2 separate regions of the Mus musculus genome follow, and region 1 is linked to region 2. The links are chromatin contacts, called in public HiChIP or PLAC-seq maps. All regions are on one chromosome and are shown on one strand. Each heading gives the region's core, a stretch centred on a gene start, on an enhancer-like site or on the middle of the called end of the contact. The rest is flanking DNA. Distances are from core to core; before and after follow the strand shown.

The links. HiChIP or PLAC-seq counts read pairs in DNA pulled down with a chosen protein or histone mark.
Region 1: an H3K4me3 HiChIP or PLAC-seq map of craniofacial prominence shows a contact between it and region 2, with 2.3 times the contacts expected there. The contact joins the promoter of Tfap2e here to the enhancer-like site in region 2. A contact is called at or near these places in 9 of 39 promoter capture datasets (3T3-L1-derived adipocytes, the C10 cell line, the HPC-7 cell line and 5 more), 4 of 15 datasets of contacts at CTCF or cohesin (the G1E-ER4 cell line and embryonic stem cells), 17 of 484 Hi-C or Micro-C datasets (the G1E-ER4 cell line, the HL-1 cell line, the P5424 cell line and 6 more), 13 of 115 datasets of contacts at active chromatin or transcription factors (bone marrow-derived macrophages, craniofacial prominence, effector CD8 T cells and 7 more) and 4 of 9 other capture datasets (adipose tissue, embryonic stem cells, liver and 1 more).

Annotation. Positions count from the first base shown.
Region 1 is chr4:126,734,505-126,739,602 of GRCm38.p6, forward strand. Tfap2e (transcription factor AP-2, epsilon) reads right to left here and starts at 1,765. Exons shown (of 7, transcript NM_198960.2): 1 at 1,461-1,765; 2 at 666-1,148; 3 at 96-147. The coding sequence starts at 1,487.
Region 2 is chr4:126,653,342-126,658,519 of GRCm38.p6, forward strand. No RefSeq gene overlaps it. Among named protein-coding and RNA genes, the nearest start is that of Psmb2, 22 kb to the right of the region's middle. Within about 2 kb of position 2,245, at least 25 of the 459 cell types and tissues checked have an H3K27ac peak or open chromatin away from gene starts, as enhancers often do. A contact at or near this core is called in craniofacial prominence, where this site is marked.

The sequences.
Region 1 (5,098 bases), core at 515-3,014, 81 kb after region 2:
GGGCGACGCACAGGAAACAACAGCCAGGGAGAAAGAAAATGGGTCTGAGCACCCAGGGCCTGACTCTGCCCTGGAAGTCGCACACCATTCCTTACCTTTCTTGATCACCGATTGGTCCAGGAGGCTCATTCCAGGGTCATCTATCGCCTGCAAATAGAAGAGGATGGCAGTGAGGGTCCGTATGGACCTAGTCGCCCAGCTACCCCTAGTCCATGTCTGCTCCGCCCTACGCGTACCACCGGCTGCCTGAGGCGGCTACCGGGGGACAGGCGTGACCAGGAATAGCCTGGGCTCAGCACCATATGCGTCTAAGCTGCAGCACTGCCTGGATGATTGCCTTGCCTTAGATAGACCACTCCTGTGCCTCTCCTAACCCCGGCCCAGGTTGCCCCTGCGGACTGGGACTGGGTATGGATGCCCACCATGGCTCAACCCTACAGTGGGGAGAGAAAGAAGTGATTCCACGAGGGCTGCTGCCACCCAGGCACAGTTCGAGGCCATCTTTTGGCCAGACAGCATCTAACGGAAGACTCCCTGTTAGCGGCAGAGATGGAAAGTTGCACCTGGGAGAAGAGCCGGGCTCCTACTTTTGTTACTTTTTTGTTTCCAGCCAGGATGCTAAATCGCTGCCCATCGGGACCCACCGTGGCTCACTCTGGGCTTACCTGCAATTCCTCCAGACCGGGCGGCTCCGCCAATCCTGGAAGACCGAGGGGAGCATCGGCCAGGCCGTGCGCGCCGTCGGCCAGGCTGTGCAGGAGCCGGGGAACCGCGGCGGCGTAGTCTCGGCGCGGGTCGAGACCCAGAGCGCGGGCGGGTGGCGCCAGCAGGCCCGGCGGCTCGTCGTGGGCGCGGGCGGCCGCACGGGGTGCGGCCCAGGCGGCCTGCGGGGGCTGCGGCTGCGCCAGGGGCGCTAGGCCGCCGTAGGGGTCAGCGGCGAGGTGCGGAAAGGCAGCGGTGGCGTCGGGACCCTGGCCGTAGGGCAGCGGCGCCTGAGGGTAGGGCGGCGGGAAGTAAGGAGGATGATAGTCCGCGGTGGCAGAGGCGGCGGGAGTGTGACACAGTGGCGGCGCGGGCCCGTAGGCCGCCTGGGGCAGGGACGACAGGCGGGTCCCGCCAGCCGCTGCGCCCAGCCCGTCGGGGCGCTCCTGCAGAAGGGGAGGCGTGCGTTAGGTGACCCATGAGCGGCCGAAAAGACACCAGCCCGCCAGGTCCCCTCCAGCTCGCGGGTGTCCTGCAGCTGTCCACCGGCGTTGGCCCCGCGGGCGCCGCGGCCCCAGGCTGGAGACCAACCACGTACGGGTCTCTGCCACCACTTCCTGGGCTGCCAAGAGGCCCTACGGTCCCCTACCTTCGCGATTTCGTTGGCGCGGGGGTGGGGGGCAGAAGGTTTGGAGGCTTCAGCAGCCAGGCTCCTCGATGCCCTCTGCCCAGTGTGCCCGGGACCCGAGTCTACTCACCATGGCGGAGTATGTGTGCACCAACATGGGGCGGGTAGTGTGGGGCGTGAGGTGTGGCGGAGACACAGCCCTCGTTCGACGGCGAGGCGAGAGCCGGGAGCCCTTACAGCCCACGGGGATCACCGTCTGGAAGCTGGGGGTAAGTCTGCCGGGAGTCCAGAAGGTACGGGGTACTCAGCGGGGGACGCCTGCGGGAGCGTCCATGGAAATGGGCCAGACGGGAGCTGATGGCACTTGGAAAAAAGTCGGGCAACGGGTGCCCAGCGCCCGCCCTCTGAGCTCAGCCTGCTCCATGCACTCTAGTTATAGCGGCGGGGGCGCGCTCGGGCCTCTGGGGGCGCGCATTAAAGAGACAAGCTATGGCCTATCTCAGCCTTTTCCCTTGGCTGCGGAAAGGGAGGCGTGGCTCTGGTGGGAACCGGTGGGGTGAGGAGTGAATGAATTCGAGTCCAGCTGATGTGAGCTCCTTCTGGCCTCCAAGCTTGCAGCTGCGATCAAATGGGATTCGAGGCTGGAATGCAACTCAGGGGTCTGTGTTCGCTCGGGTCTGTGAATTTTCTCTTTACATTTGCTTATTACATTAACTTATTTAGTGGAAGGGCTCACCCGTGTGCCCGATGTGCGGGTCAGAGGACAACTTGCAGTAGTCAGTTATTTGCTTCCATCCTGTGGGTCCTGAAGGTTCGAACTCAGGTCTTGAGGCTTCGTGGTCAATGAATTAACCCAATAAACGATCTCGCCACTCCCTTCTAAATCTTTTAAAATTAATGCTTAAACAAATGTACGCGTTCGCCTTTGAGTTTGAGCAAAGCATTCCTTGTTTCTGGTATCAGCTTTCTTCCCTGTTAAATGGTCTTTTCTCTGACCACCCAAGGGTGAGTGTGGAATACACCGGTGAGTGGCAAACTCAAGCCCATCAGTTTATGTGCATACTTGTGTCAGTGTGTGTGTGCGTGTGTGTGTGTGTGTGTGTGTGTGAGAGAGAGAGAGAGAGAGAGAGAGAGAGAGAGAGAGAGAGAATGAGAGAGGGGGTGTTAGCAACCTCTCTTTCATGGTTTTGGATCCAAAAAACGCTCTGAAAATGCTGACTTCTCTCAGACTTTCTAAGCTGGTAATCCTCAATGCCAAGCCAGGATCCTTGGATGCTGAGGACACCACCTAGGCACAGAGAGTAGGAGTCTGGCATGATCTGCACTTAAGAAGAGGCCAAAATACTGACACAGGGTGGAAGGGGTGCATTGTCACACCTAGGCACAGTCTACGCATTTGTGTGTCACCATCACCATGGCAGGTGCTCTCTCTCTCTCTCTCTCTCTCTCTCTCTCTTTCTCTCTGTCAAACATGCCCTAATGACCACTACCAATCCCTTTTCTTTCTTCCAAAATTTAACCCGTCTGTCCTAAGAAGCAGAGATGGGGATTAAGAAAAGGCAAGTGAGAGAAATCCTAATGACAATGAGAATTTAAAAAGCAGAGGGCTGGAGAGATGGCTCAGTGGTTAAGAGCACTGACTGCTCTTCCACAGATCCCGAGTTCAATTCCCAGCCGCCATGTGGTGGCTCACAACCATCTGTAATGAGATCATATGCCCTCTTCTGGTGTGTCTGAAGACAGCAAAAATATACTCACATAAAATAAATAAATCTTAATAAAAAGCAGAAAGATGTTTTCTTTTTCATGTTGAAAATAGGGAGGGGATAGAAATGGTCACGGTGCCCACTCACCACACACCGTTAATATGGAGTCTCCTAACTCACCAAGTCCTTTGTCACCCTCATTTTCAAGTGAGGAACAAGGCACAGAGAGGCTAGGTGACTTACTGGCCTATGGTCAAACAACTAGTTCAGTGGCAGTGCTGGGGTGGCCCTTCTCTGTTCTCAGGATCATTATTCTTTCCTGTCTTGGACTCAGGCATTTAAAATTTAGTCTCACTCCTCAGAGGCTGTGTAATTCTGGACAAGTCTGGCTTCCTCTCCAAGTTCTGTTTCTGCAACAAAAACTAGTGGAGAGGAATCGCTGCCACCTTCTGTTTCTTTCTGGTGAAGAAACAGATGAGAAGGTAAAAGTGATACCATTGAGAGATTAGAACATTAACCTATGTTCTAGATGGCACATGGCTAGAACGAAGCCGAGGCTGGATTTCTTTCAGCCATGACACATGGGATGGGGCTGTGGGGGCTGTGAGGAGAGGATGAAACTAGCTAGTATCCGAGGATTCATCCCTGAGAGCTTCCCAGAGGCCGGAACCAGCAGCTATGATGGCGGGGGAGGCAGATGGGGGCAGCTGTGAAGCCTTTCTCTTCAGGACAGATCTAAGATCTGGTGTGAGTTTGACTTTGTTATCCACAGCTGTGCAGCTTTCCTCCTCAGGATGCATCTAAGATCTGGTGTGAGTGTGTGTTTGTTATCCATGTCTGTGCCTGCTTCCCTCACCCTAGACCCTTGACCTCAGTCGTGAGACGTCTGAAATGAGTCTCAGAGATAGATGTCAGTGCATTGCTCACAAGTTGGTAGACTCCTGTGGGGAAGGTCCAGAAACCACGATGAGGGATGCGAATGATGCCTGGACCTAGCTTGAGGACCCTCCCCTCTGCTCTTCTGCCGGGCGGGCCGGGATGGGCTCTGTCTCTGCCTCACTGGCTTCCCTCACACTTGCCACCAGCTCCTCTTACTCTGCCCGCTTTCCTTTGTATTTTCACCTCCTCTCATCATCAGCAGACAGTTGTGAGCTGTCATGTGGGAGCTGGGAACTGAGCCCAGGTCCTCTGGAAGAGCAGCCAGTGCACCCAACCATTAAGCCATCTCTCCAGCCCCCAAGAAATCCATTCTTAATGTTAGTTGTTCAGGCTTAGCAGCTTCTGTCTCTTCCTGTCTACATTATTTCTAAACTCCCCCCCCTCTGTGTGTGTGTGTGTGTGTGTGTGTGTGCGTGTGCATACACATGCACACGTGGAGGTCAGAGGACAACATGAGGACTTGGTTCTTTCTTTTCATACCGTGGGTTCTGGGGATTGAACTCAGGTCACCAGGCTTGGTATCAAGTGCCTCTACCTGCTAAACCATTTCATCAGCCCCCCCCCCCAATTCAGGCCCAAGCTCATTGCCCTCCCAAGTCTAATGACCATTTGTCTCCCTGTTACCCCCAAATGTGTCCTTCCCAGTCTGTCAATCTGATTAGAAACCCAAAAGCATACACACTGATGCCAACTGAACTATCCCCGAGGACGGCAGTTCTCAACCTGTGGTTGTGACCCCTTTAGGGGCATCAAATGATGCTTTCACAGGGGTTGCACCATCAGCAAACACAAATATTTACACTATAACTCATAACAGTAGCCAAATTACAGTTATTTAAGTAGCAATAAAACAATTTTATGGGTCTTCTTGCTCTCTCTGTCCTCTCCCTCCTGTTCCCCCCTCCCCATTACCCTCTCAACTTCCCTCCCCATGCCCTGAATTAACTATTCTATACTTTAAAAAAAAATTATGATTGGGGTGGTCACCACAACATGAGGAACTGTATTACTAAGTGGTCACAGTACCTGGAAGGTTGAAAGCCTCTGCCTTAGGACATCTCCTGCAGCTATTCAAAGTTTGCAGCCCACGCATGCAGCCTCACTGCGCATGCTCGGGCAAGGC
Region 2 (5,178 bases), core at 995-3,494:
AATGTACTGTAGTGGGAACACAGAGCCTGGAGCCCGTTGGGCAGTTTGCCACAGAAAAACTACAATGTTCTATGCTGGAAGGTGGAGGCAGAAGTAAGAAAAATATGCACAATTTAATGAAATGTACTTAATTAGGCTGGTGCGAGTTACCAAAATGAATATCAGGAAGCAGAGAGGGGCTGTCAATATAAGAGAGGCTGACAGAGATGGAGAGGAAAAGAGACCTGGGGTCCAGTTCAGTTGATAGAGTACCTGCCTAACAGACAGGAACCCCAGCACTTCATACACTAGGCATGATGGTATATGCCTGCAACTACTCACTAGGGAGGTGGAAGCAGGAGGACCAGATGTTCAAAGCTATCCTTGGCTACATAACAAGTTCCAGTCTGGCCTGGGCTCCGAGAGACTCTCTGTCTCAAGAACAAATAATTGAAAGAACATGCTGTGAAGACGCTTGTGTCAATGCATCAGAAAACTTCAAAGGAAAGGATTTTCTTGAACCAATCAAGCTTGCTCATGAAGAAATAGATGATTTGAACAGCCTCATTTCTGTTTTTTTGTTTTTTGTTTTCCTAAAGTAAAGAAGAGCTGGGTCTGGTGGCACATCATTTAACACCAGCACTTGGTGGGCAAAGGCAGGCGGATCTCTGTGAGTTCAAGGCCAGCCTGATCTACATAGTGAGTCCCAGGTCAGCTAAAGCCAGAGGGGGAGGGGAGAGAATCTTAAAATAAAATAAAATAAAATAAAATAAAATAAAATAAAATAAAAGACACTGCCTTTAACTTTGCTCTGCTCAGTGGAACAAATCGTGACTTTCAGTGTTATCCCAGGCTCATTCAAAGAATAGCTTACACTAGTTTCAATTAGGGTTCCACCTCTTTTTGCTTCTTTAAATTTTATTTTATTCAGTAACATGCATATCATGTACATGTATGGCATGTGTGTGCTGTGGAGGTCAGAGGACATCTTTTGAAGTCACTTCTTTGCATGAGGCAGAGTCTCTCTTGACCCTGCAGAGGTCTGTACTTCAGGTTTGCTGTCCCACAAGTTCCGAGTGAGTCCCCTGTCTCTATTTCCCATTTCTCATAGGACTGCTGGGATTAGAGATATGTGTCACCACATGTCTTTCTTACATGGGTTTCTAGGAGCAAACTCAGGTCACCAGACTTGCACTTCCAAGTGCTCCAACATGCTCAGCCAACTCACCAGCCAATTTTCATTAATAATAATAAAACATCTTTATTTTTGAGGCATGGTCTTACTATGTAGCCTTGGCTGACCTGGAATTTATTATCTAGACCAGGCTGGCCTTGAACTCACAGAGATCTACTTGCCTCAGCCTCCCAAGTGCTGGGGTTAGAAGTGAGTACCACCCTGTCCTACTAAAATTTTAAAAGACATACAAAACATATACATATACATACACATACACACACACATACTACATATGTGTGTGTGTGTGTGTGTGTGTGTGTGTGTGAATGTGGGTGTGACATGCAGGCATGTGTGAGTACATGTGTTCTTATTTTTAATATTAAATTTATATTTTATATTTATTTATATTTTATGTGCATTGGTGTTCTGCCTGCATGAACATGTCAGACCCCTGAAACTGGAGTTACAGACAGTTATCTGCTACGTGGGTTCTGGGAATTGAACCTGTGGCCTCTGGAAGAGTAGTCAGTGCTCTTAATCTCCGAGTCATCTCTATAGCCCTATTTTATTTTATTTTCATTTATTTATTTTTAAGACAGGTCTCAATATGTAGCCCTGGCAATCCTAGAACCCACTATGTAGACCACACTGGCCTCTAAACTCACAGAGATTCATCTTCCGCTGCCTCCCAAATGTTCAGTTCTGCATGCACAAGATTTTATTTCCTTTTTTAAAAGATTTATTTATTATTATACGTAAGTAAACTATAGCTGTCTTCAGACGCACTAGCAGAGGGCGTCAGATCTCATTATGGGTGGTTGTGAGCCACCATGTGGTTGCTGGGATTTGAACTCAGGACCTTCGGAAGAGCAGTCAGTGCTCTTACTCACTGAGCCATCTCGCCAGCCCAGGATTTCATTCCTTAGAATCAAAATAATTTTGACAAATCCTATTCCTCCAAGACGGCTCTTCATGCTAAGGCAGCCGGCGGTGTCTGTCCATGGTGCTGCTCATGATATCAACCTGTTTGTGCTTGCGCAGTTAGAAGACCCCCACACATCCAGGGACCTTTTTCTCTGTCCATGGTCCTGAGTACAATTCTCGGTTGCCATAGCAGCCCATGCTTTTCTCTCTTGCTGTGACGTCAGGGACTTAGGTGGTCCAAAAGAGCCTTACTCAGGCAAAAATAAGGACAAGCTCTTGTAACAGATGGTATGAGGAACGTGAGGCAGAGGACTAAGCATCAGTAGACAAGTCTAGTAGGCTCCAGGGGAGAAGTCTGGCGCTATCGGCAAAGGGGCAGGGTTACTATGAGCCCAGCAGAGCTCAGGCCTTGGAAAGACAGGAAAGAAACCGGAAAGAAAGCACCCCTTCCCCATGGGCTTGCTACAGTTGGGGATAATGAAAGAGGCCACAGCCTCTGGCCACTGGCTCCCTCTTGGCCCCATTCTGGCAGGCAGAAAAATGCCTGAAACACCCTCTTCTATATATCACACACTAACCTTTGGATGCAACCTCCTGGCTCAAGGAACTCTTAGGGCATGAGAAGCTGAGCCTGTCTTGTTTCTTTATTTGACAGTTTAACGGCCCCAAAGAAAACCCAATATTATGGGTTGAAGTTCCTTGAAGGCAGAATAGCTCCAGGTCTGACCAAACGTGGAGGCAATTACTATCTGTCACTTTATGTGTGGCATTCAAATGAAGAGAATAGAGGCAGAAGCAGGGTCAACTAGAGAGGGTTTCCCACAGTGAGCGCATCCTCAGGAGAGTTGTAGATTCAATTTCCACCTGACATGTTAGGCCATATGTGCTAGGGGCTGCAGAGGACTTTCACATATACTTCCTTATCAAACACAGAAAATCTGGGGAGGAAGATTTATTATTATTATTATTATTATTATTATTATTATTTATTATTTACATGATGAGGAGCTGATGCTTGCAAAACAAATGACTTACCCAAGGTCACATGATACAAATATTTGCAGAGTCTTTGCTTTTTCCTTTGTGTGGTTTAGGCTCTAAGGTGATGAACCCATCCATCCCCACTGGCTCCTTTAAGGGCTGAACCTGGAGTGGCTGAATGAGATTCATGACAGCCATGTATCCCCCCTTCATCAGCAGCATCTACAGGAGCCATGACTCCCGTTAGGGCTGGGGGTCGGAGAAATCTGGAGACCTCCAGGACCAGGGCTGTAGTGAGAGGAAGGAAGATGTCTCTGTGGAGGGGGTGAACTGGCAGGACTGGGAACAGAGGGGACTGACTCCCCGCTGGTCCCAGAACGATTCTCACCTGCCAATCGATAGCTGGAGACTCACGCAAGTGCTAATCAGATCCATTGACACACGCAGGCTGGGGCTACAATCCATTCTCACATGGAATGGTGGATCGATTCCTCATTCTCTGAAGTCCCCAACCAGGCTCATCAGGCTATCTCTTCTCCAGGGACCGACAAACTGGTTAACTCTGCACCTCTAGGTACCTGAGAGTTCTGCCTGCCTCTCGATCCTCTACTAGACACAATCTCACGCCCAAAGCTTTGCTTGGTAGAGAAATACAGGGGGGCTGGGGGAAGTGCAACAGGCCTAAGTTCCACTCTTTGATCCACAGCTAATTGTGTGACGTTGGACCAATCATGCCGCTTTTTATTCTATGTCACTTCTAACCTCAATTTTCACCTCTTCTAACCTCAATTTTCTCATCTGAGTAAGGGGGATAAAGATGTCAGCTCCATGGGGTTTCTACAGGTCCCATCTGTATGTCGTGATTGGAGGGCTAGACAAATTCTACAAACCCTGGCTAATATAAATCTAAAGCACAGGTGTCCACTGCCAGGGTCAGAGGCTCTTCCCTCTCCAAGCCCAGCCCTTTCCTCTCACCTCAGCCCACCGTTAAGGTCTGATGTGCTAGGTGGGCAGCTCTCCTGACATAGACTTGGAGGAAATTTCTCTTTTCTTGAGTTGTACCATCACACACACACACACACACACACACACACACACACACACACACACACACACACACGCTTGCATGCGTGCACTTGATCCCTTGATGTGGTCAGACAGCCTGGGAGTAGCCTCAGAATCCTAGACACGTAGCATAGAGTCAGCAGAAACCAAGGTGTTCAAGTGGAGCACCTGAAGAGAGGGTGTTTCTAAGGCTCTGGGCAAACATCTGTGTCCTCCTACATGTAAGACAGCATCCCAGCAGTGACACTGCCTCTAATGTCATCACTCAGAAGGCTGAAGCAGGAGGGTTGCAAGTTCAAGGCTATCCCGGGCTACATAAGGAGTTTGGGGATGGCTTAGACTGCACTGTGAGTCCCTGTCTCAAAAAAAACAAGCAAACAAACCTGCAGTCACACGTTGACAGATATTTTGATGAGACTCATCGGTTTACTCTCACTTCAGGAAGGAGCTCTGGTGTCAGGAAGGAAGATCACACTGTAGAGACACCACTCGTTTTCTTATGCCCCTGGCCATTGGTGACCCAGTGGACCAGGAGATTCTTGGCCAAGACTGGCTACAGCTTCCTTCCAGCTCCATGTGCTCTGAGGAGGGAGGGTAGACATTTGTGGGACCATCTACATTAGATTATGTGAAAACAGAGGAAACTTGTTGGCTGGAGGAAACTGGAACCGAGGTACAGAAGTATGGAGAGGCAAGAATTCCCGAGAAACCAGGCATTGTGGCTTACAACTGGAGTCTCAATATTTGGGAACCTAAGGGAGAAAGATTTTTGTGGGTCTGAGGCCATCATGGGCTACCAAGAGTGACCCTGTCCTCTCTGCAATCAAAATAAGACAGTCTGCAATGTTCCTTTCAAAACACAAAAATGGAGGGTGAGAATGTGTGAATACAGCTCACAGGTAATAGCCTGGCTTAGCACACACAAGGCCTGTGGTTCCATCCATACCAGGACAGAGAGGAGGGAATGAAGAACACAGGGGAAATCGCACTGATGGTTTTCCAGTTGCAGGGCTAACAGCTGTGCTTCCTGTGCACATAACAGGGTTTATCCA